Linked DNA regions of Mus musculus: region 1 is linked to region 2. The links are chromatin contacts, called in public promoter capture Hi-C maps. All regions are on one chromosome and are shown on one strand. Each heading gives the region's core, a stretch centred on a gene start, on an enhancer-like site or on the middle of the called end of the contact. The rest is flanking DNA. Distances are from core to core; before and after follow the strand shown.

Region 1 (3,847 bases), core at 1,035-3,534, 290 kb after region 2:
CCTAGAGAAACTGTCAAAAAAAAGGGGGGGAATAGTAAGCCCCTATCTATATTTAAAGATAGCTGGGCATCCCCCCCCCCCCCAACCAGGCCCCTACACATTTGTGTTACATCTCCCAGAAGTGGCTGTTATTCAGAGAACAGGCGATCCAGGATTCCTAGAAGATCGTATGCAGGGGACAGAAAACACAGCTCTTGAGCTGACAGTGCTGCCTGCTTCCCTAGATTTTAAAAAAAAAAAAAAAAAAAAAAAAAAAAAAAAAAAAAAAAAAAAAGGCTGCTTTCAGACACACGGAATCCCCATTGATGAGGTGTGGCCAAAAGCAGGCACTAGATTTTCCTCTGGGTACATACCCAGCTCGGGATGAAAGATGAGGGTCGTGACCCTTGTTCTGCCTTTTCAACACTCAGAAGGATTTGAACTGTGTTCCCCAAGGTCAAATGACTGACGTTAAAGCCCCCTACTCCACCCCTCCACTTTTCTAAGCTCCTTCCTAACAATGAATGCCCCCCTCTACAACACACAGTGGATAGACCTCCGGTGAATTAGAAAACCCTCCAAGTCCTTTTCAAACCTAATCTTGGGAGAGACACTTGTTGATTACCACCTGGCTTTGTGCCGCGGCGGGAGGGAACCTCCCCCGCTCGCCCCCCCCCCCCCCTCAGATCTCCGCAGCTCCACAAGGTACCTGACATCACACCAACAAAGCCTCCTCGGAAGCTCCCCCACCCTGACATACACCTTCGAGCCCCCTTGGCGCTTCCCTAGCTCAAGCTTGCCCACATCAGCGCTCCTCCACTCCCACCCCATTCCCCACCCCCACTCCAGTGCCAGGGAGGCCAACTTTGCAGCTTCACAGACGGCTCCTGTGAGCATCTATCCTTTCCCTCCCTCGCTGCCGCCCCCGCGATTTCGCCCTTCACCCTGCGGGGGCCTGCCTCTCTTCCTGCAGCAAAGTTTGCCAGGCGCCTTTCCAGGCGGTTTTCCTCCACACAACCAGCCTTACGAAATTGTGCATAAAGATTTCCCTCTACAGGTGGTTGTGAGCTGCAGCAGTTTTTTTTTTTTTTTTTCCCCTCTTGCAATGGAAACATTTTTTTTTTCTATTTCACCTACTAATCTTTTTTTTAAAATCATTTTTGCTTACACCTATTAAAGACAGCATTTTTTTTCCAGACTCTGCGAGGAGAGATTAATTTCTCTATTAAGGAAACATTGCCACATCCCTCACCAGCATGCTCCAACTCTCTTTAGCTCCCTCTGCTCCCCTCACTTTGTTCTGACTTCATGAAACCTTTTTGGAACTAGCTTTTCATGTGCAGAATCATTACAAGAATAATGAAGACATTTAGTGAATGAGAATCAGCCCCAAGTCTGGCAAACTAGAAGGTTCAGTTGCCCACTAGAGAAGTCCCCTCCCCTCTGCCACCCCCAACCCCACAACACAGCATCTTTTCCCCCTGTTCAACACCACAGGACTGTCTCCCGATTGCCATGCCTCTTGCAAGAACCACACATACAAGACCCTAACTAAGCCTGCTCACGAAGTCTAGGCAATTTGTACAGATATTGTTCAATGAAAAAAAAAAAAAAACAGACAGTAATCACGGACAGTCATAAAGAGCTGCTCTTCCGAACATTCACCAACTGACATCATAAACTTTGCCAAAGCCAAACATAAGGCACTGCATGGTATAACCTACCTTGGCGTGCTCCTTCACTTTTTATGCAAATGTTTTCCCCTCCACGCTTTACACAGATTTCTAGGGAAATTTGGAAGGGCTGGTGAGGGGGTGGGAGAGGGGAGGGGATGAGGGTAATATAAATAAGGAAGCATTTTAAATGCACCACGCAAAGAGCTCCGGATTTCACGTCGTGTCTGCACTCTTCCCGGAGCAAAGCAAAACAGTTCTCCTTCAGTGCCAGACTTGTAGGGAGAGGGAGAAGAGAGCGGGAGGGGGAGAGAGGGAGGGGAGAGAGGGAGAGAAGAGAAAGAAAGGGTAGGGGAGATGCTGAAAAAGGGAGGGGAGGGAAGAAGGGAGGGGGGAGAGAGAAGGAGGGAGGAGAGGGGAGGAGAGCAGCCAGAGGGAAAGAGAAGAGAGGAGGCAGCCCCCTCCCACACTCCCACCCCCTCACATTCGGGCGCCTCCTGAGTAACTGATCAGAACACAGAATTCATCACCCACGTTCGAAAACCCCCGACCAGGGACTAAGTCTCAATGCACACACATTGGGGTCTATTTATAGACACACCCTAATGATATGCGTTGCTTTCTGAGTGTAAATGTGTGTGCACGCTGCCCGAATTACATATGATTCCTTTGAAAGGTATGATTTTTTTTTTTAAATACTGCAGTGCGACTGCTTCTGTTTAGCTTTCCTTTGAGTCAGGAAAATATGCATCAATTTTGAAGAGACTCTGGAAAAATGATGGGGGTCTCGGTGTTTACAAAACCCTGGCTCCCCCCGGTCCCCTGCAAAGCTGGGATATTTGCAGAGTTGGGGCTGTTTGGAAAGGCTCCAGCCCTGGCTCGGTGTAGCACGCCCAGTTCCAGCAGCGTGTGCTATTGACCTGCATTGACGTCAGTGCGTCATTAGGTCTCCCTTAGAAACACTGACTTTCAAAAATAGTATCAAATTAATTCAGCTGGAGCCTGGTGAAGAAAGGCTACTAGCTAGAATCAGCCATAAAACTCCAGAATTTTCAGCCCTAGATCTCTTCTTCTTTGCTAGGAGCCAAATAGAATCAGATTGTATGGAAATTGCTATCGATGGGATTTTTTTTTTTTCCTTAAGAAAGGGGACCAAATTAGATTGCAAAACCAGAAGTGCTTCTTCTTTTTTTTCCCTCTCTCTCGCCCCACCCCCTCTCTTTTTTTCCCCCTGGTCTAAAAATAGCTCCCTGCCTGAGCTGACTGCAGTATCTTTTGTGTTGCAGCCCTGTTTTTTTTTTTTTTTTCCTCCAGTCTGGACCCTGTGAACAGTGGCACACAGTATATACATTGGTCTATTGTTGTTTGCAATGTCAGGAATTCATTTTAATAAAACAGGTGTGTCTTAGGATGGTGAGGGGCGTTGTGAGGGAGGGAGCTCCACGGGAGAGACTCCTGCCATTCATAGCTGTTTCCTTCTTCCAATTCATTTTTTTTCCCAAAGACACAATTCCCACCCCACGTGTCTCACGTGGCCTCTGACCAGCACATGCAACCCCCATTCATACAAACACAAAGTGCCAGCACATTCATGCTTTGTGGAGACAGTACATTCATAGACAAGGACTCTGGGCTATTCTTCCTCGTGTGGTTGCGTGGCAGAAAAGACACAGGATTCATGCCTCAAAATAGAAGGAGGTTTCATCCGAGGGGAACTTAAATACACAACCTGATGCCAAAATTGCATCATTAAAATTCTGCATTTATTAAGTATGTGCTTGCTGCCGAGGACACTTGTGTCCTTTACATAGCTAAACGTTGTAATTTCCGAAGGTCTCTTTTGCATCCAGACGTTTCATATGTACCTGTGACTTCTTTACGGGACCACCGAGCACCTTCACCACAGATATATCATCTTCAGATTTTTTTGGGGGGGGGTTTGTGGCTTTTCATTTTCGGAGGAGGGATTTAATACTCATCTGGTGGTCTTCATTTCTTGCAAAGTTGTTGCACCTTGGCCCCTCCTCCTAGCCCACCCCCCTCAAATAGGCTACGCTTGTGCCTCTAGATGATGAAAGATTTTGGTTTCCCTGACCCATTTAGTTGCTAGCGTCTGCCAGACTGTTAATGAGGAGACTAATTATGACCATTGTGTGCAGGGGTGCTCACAGAGACCAAAGGCCTTAGGCAGAGGA
Region 2 (3,791 bases), core at 444-2,943:
TGCTGGCTATGGCTCCACCTCAGTTATGAGTCCACCTCAGTTAGCCTCTGTACTGGCTAGTTTTGTGTCAACTTGACACAGCTGGAGTTATCACAGAGAAAGGAGCTTCAGTTGAGGAAGTGCCTCCATGAGATCCAACTGTAAGGCATTTTCTCAATTAGTGATCAAAGGGGAAAGGTCCCTTGTGGGTGGGACCATCTCTGGGCTGGTAATCTTGGTTCTATAAGAGAGCAGGCTGAGCAAGCCAGTAACATCCCTCCATGGCCTCTGCATCAGCTCCTGCTTCCTGACATGCTTGAGTTCCAGTCCTGACTTCCTTGGTGATGAACAGCAGTATGGAAGTGTAAGCTGAATAAACCCTTTCCTCCCCAGCTTGCTTCTTGGTCGTGATGTTTGTGCAGGAATAGAAACCGTAAGACAGCCTCTGAAATTTGTCTCTGCCAGCACATGTGCAGTAAAATACTTAGGGATTCAGCTTCTCATCTCTATAGTGGAATCAGTGTTGGGACAATGAGGTGATAAATGCAAGCTCACAGGACAGAGCCTGCAGGGAACCAAAACTCACAGAGGATGACTAAAACCAAACCTGTGCACTGCTGTTTCATGTACTTTGAGTCAGCACAGTTTTGTCAGTTCCTGGGAAGGATCTGCAGCAGGCTGGAGCAGTCACTGAACATCACTCTTCCTGTCTTACATCTAAACTCTGTAGTTCTGCTTTATGGCAAGAACCTGCTTGATACTTGAGAAGGCATGGGGTCCTAGCGGTGGAAATATCCGGCACTGATTGCACATGGAAGTCTACAGTAAAGGCAAGAAACCGAAGCTATGACTGCTCTTTGCCCATGAAACCCAGATGGAAACCACAGCCTCTCAGTGGTCTGACAGACTAGCTGTAATGAGTGTCGAGATGCAGCGCTGCTCTAAGGCAGGGAGGCAGAGAAGAGCCTCTACAATGGGGGTGGGGTGCTGGAAGACCTGGGGTCACCTGTCAGTCTCATTTATAAGGAAGAGAGGAGGAATTTCCAGCCTCAGTCATCAAACTCCTAATCAAGGCTGACCATACCATCCTGGCCAGGTTTTCTTGGCTCTAACCAGGGAACAGCTGTGAGATTAAATAGAGGGCGTGTGTTTATGGTGATTCATACCTTCTTCCTAGGAAGGCTTAATATGATGCTCAAATTGTATACAGATTTAGGATTTCTTACAAAAGGAGCTCTACACATTTTTAAAAACCAGACTCTGACACAAGGAACCAGAGAGTCTGTTCAGATTCGTTCCGTACTCATTCCATCTGAGCCTTGAGTAAGCTTGTCCAGCCTCTGGCACCGTTCCATGTCATGGGGACCATCCATCTTACAGAGTGGAATGGAAATAGGATTAAAAACCAAGACAGTAAATTTCCCTCAAGGACAAGGGAGAAACTCTAACCCATGTCCCACTTTCATCCACTGACATGAACTCTTCCTCTGGGTTTGAATTAATCTAGTACATTGCTCCTGAGTCAAGGTCAACGAGTCATGTGTTTTTATGATGCAAAAAGGGGCAACTACCCGATTCTGTTTTGGAAACCTTGGTGACATCACAGGCTAACCCCTGAACTCAGGCACCCAGTGAAAGAGAACACTGAGTCAGAAGAGCCTTAGTCACAGGCTTCTGAAATCTAAGGTAGAAGAGCCATGAGGTCATCCAAGCTATTCCCTGCAGGGCTGCTCTGATTCTATCTGGCCTGGGTTTAAATGACTCAAGAAATTCTCCAGGGGAAACTAATCTATTGGAACAGCAGTTACTAACAGGGCATTTGCTGTTCTTCAACCAAAATTTCAGCCTGGTTCTCCTGACATTCTCAGTTATTACTCGCTTCCAGGATACAGCACTGTCTTTCTTACGAGGGGTCCCAGGTGAACTGTCTGGGGTGTGGATGGGAGCTGCTGCTGTCTCTGTATTCAGAAGTCTGTAACCTAAGTGTGCCCCAGGAAAACTGACAGCTGGGAAATTCAGCTAAATAAACAGTGTCCTGAACACGCAGCTTTCCATTACAATAACATACAAGCCAAGATGTTAAGGAGTCAAGGAAGACTTCAACAAAGCCCAGAGAAGCCACCTCTGTTTGGGTTTCAGCAGCTGCCTGCCTGTGGACGGCTCCAGAGTCACTGACACGTATTTATATCTCCATTTTGCTAACGTCATAAGGAACAAACATGTTCAGATCTTCCCCAGAGGCACAAGGCCATTTGTATTTCTTCAAATTAAAGGGGGCAGAGCAGGAGGCAAAAAGCTTTTGGATCAAATCATCTGTGAGTACAGCCAGAGCAATTTTTAATTTGCTTAATGATAACCTTGATTTAGAGATTTGTCTCAAAGTAAGTGTTCCTGTAGTAGACATGTTGACAAGGTGACGTGCTGGCAGCTCTCATTCAGGAGGAGTAGAACCTGAGAAGCAAACACCACGCTTTCTGAACAGCCACATCACGGAAGTGCTTGCGGGAGATGGGGAGGGGCTGTTAGGTGCATAGCCCTCCCCTCAGTGGTAACTCTGTAGAAGTGTCACCGAGGGGCTCCTCTTGGGTCTGGATAAACGGTCCGAAAGGTTAAGTTTACTCTCGGTTGTCTGGAGTGGTATTCCTTGGGCACTCGGTGCTAAATGGAAATATAAATAGTTGTCCAGCATAAATATATGTGCATTTTTCATTAGTTCAACATGATTTACAACTTATTTATGTCTTATTCTATCTCTCTCACTAGGTGGTCTACAGTCCTGTGAGAAAGGGTCTCCTCCTCTGAACCGAGTACCCAGCCGATCCCAGCAGGCTGGGCCAGCGCCCCGGCAGCAAGGCATACCTACTTTTCTAACTGTTGCTTTACTTTAAATGTTTGTACTTAACGAGACCTCACCCACACTGATCTAGAATAGTTGTGCTGTGATGCCCAACATGGTAGCCACTGGGGCTATTTGCAGTCACTTTCTCAGTGGTCGGCACAGTCGTGGATTCCTCTATCAGCACAAAACCTTCAATCTCGGCTGAGAGGCCTGTTTTGATCACCTCCTTAGACATGACATCATTTTACCGCTACCTGCTCAGTATAAGCACTTGCTTCTGTGTGATTTGCAATGACTCCTCAGCCAGGATAGAAGCTGCTTCCAGAGAGCAAATCGGTGCTACCTGCAAGCCCTCACCTGCCAGTCGGCTTGTGTGGCTCCTTCCATGATTAGCAAGGTCCCGTGATCCAATGGTATCTTCACTCTCTCCACATATGTATAGTCTCCATTTTCTTCCTAGAAAACAGCGGCCATCCCACTGAAGTTTTTATTTATATGGTCATGAAGCAGGAGAACCTGGAGGCAGTCATTCCTGAGGCAGACTGTGGGAACTTGCATAATGCTCTGTCCCTTGCCAGCTCGGTGGCCTTCAGCCAGCTATTTTACCTTTCTATTTTTTAATACACTTGTTTGTAACATGGCAAGGAAGACAGTATCTACTAACCAGGGCTAATCTGTGTCTCAAATGATGTGTGTGCAGTCCGTGGGGACTGGCAACAGGAGGAACTGTCAGCGGTTACTGTCCCCTGGGAGGGGTAAGACGCACCTACCTCTGTTATACAGTGCTATGAGCCAACGTCATAGGAAGAAAACAGCCTTGGTCCAAGGCTTGTTTCACCTGCTATGATACACTAAGTCACTAATTGGTAATTACTTTAGACCAGTAGTTCTCAAGCATCCTAATGCTACAACTCTTTAATACAGTTCCTCATGTTGTGGTGACCCCCAACCATAAAATTATACTTCATAACTG

The links. Promoter capture Hi-C pulls out the DNA fragments that hold promoters and counts their contacts.
Region 1: a contact with region 2 is called in a promoter capture Hi-C map of the C10 cell line. The contact joins the promoter of Mir670hg here to the promoter of Alkbh3os1 in region 2. A contact is called at or near these places in 2 of 39 promoter capture datasets (the C10 cell line and cranial neural crest), 1 of 15 datasets of contacts at CTCF or cohesin (the NIH/3T3 cell line), 1 of 484 Hi-C or Micro-C datasets (embryonic stem cells), 2 of 115 datasets of contacts at active chromatin or transcription factors (both in embryonic stem cells) and 2 of 9 other capture datasets (embryonic stem cells and liver).

The regions. Positions count from the first base shown.
Region 1 is chr2:94,262,819-94,266,665 of GRCm38.p6, forward strand. It overlaps Mir670hg (a long non-coding RNA gene), which reads right to left and starts at 2,285. Exons shown (of 8, transcript XR_003953878.1): 1 at 1,704-2,285.
Region 2 is chr2:93,978,341-93,982,131 of GRCm38.p6, forward strand. It overlaps Alkbh3os1 (alkB homolog 3, opposite strand 1), which reads left to right and starts at 1,694. Exons shown (of 4, transcript NR_045827.1): 1 at 1,694-2,294; 2 at 2,743-2,832. It overlaps Alkbh3 (alkB homolog 3, alpha-ketoglutarate-dependent dioxygenase), which reads right to left. Exons shown (of 10, transcript NM_026944.1): 9 at 3,176-3,274; 10 at 2,294-2,637. The coding sequence ends at 2,545.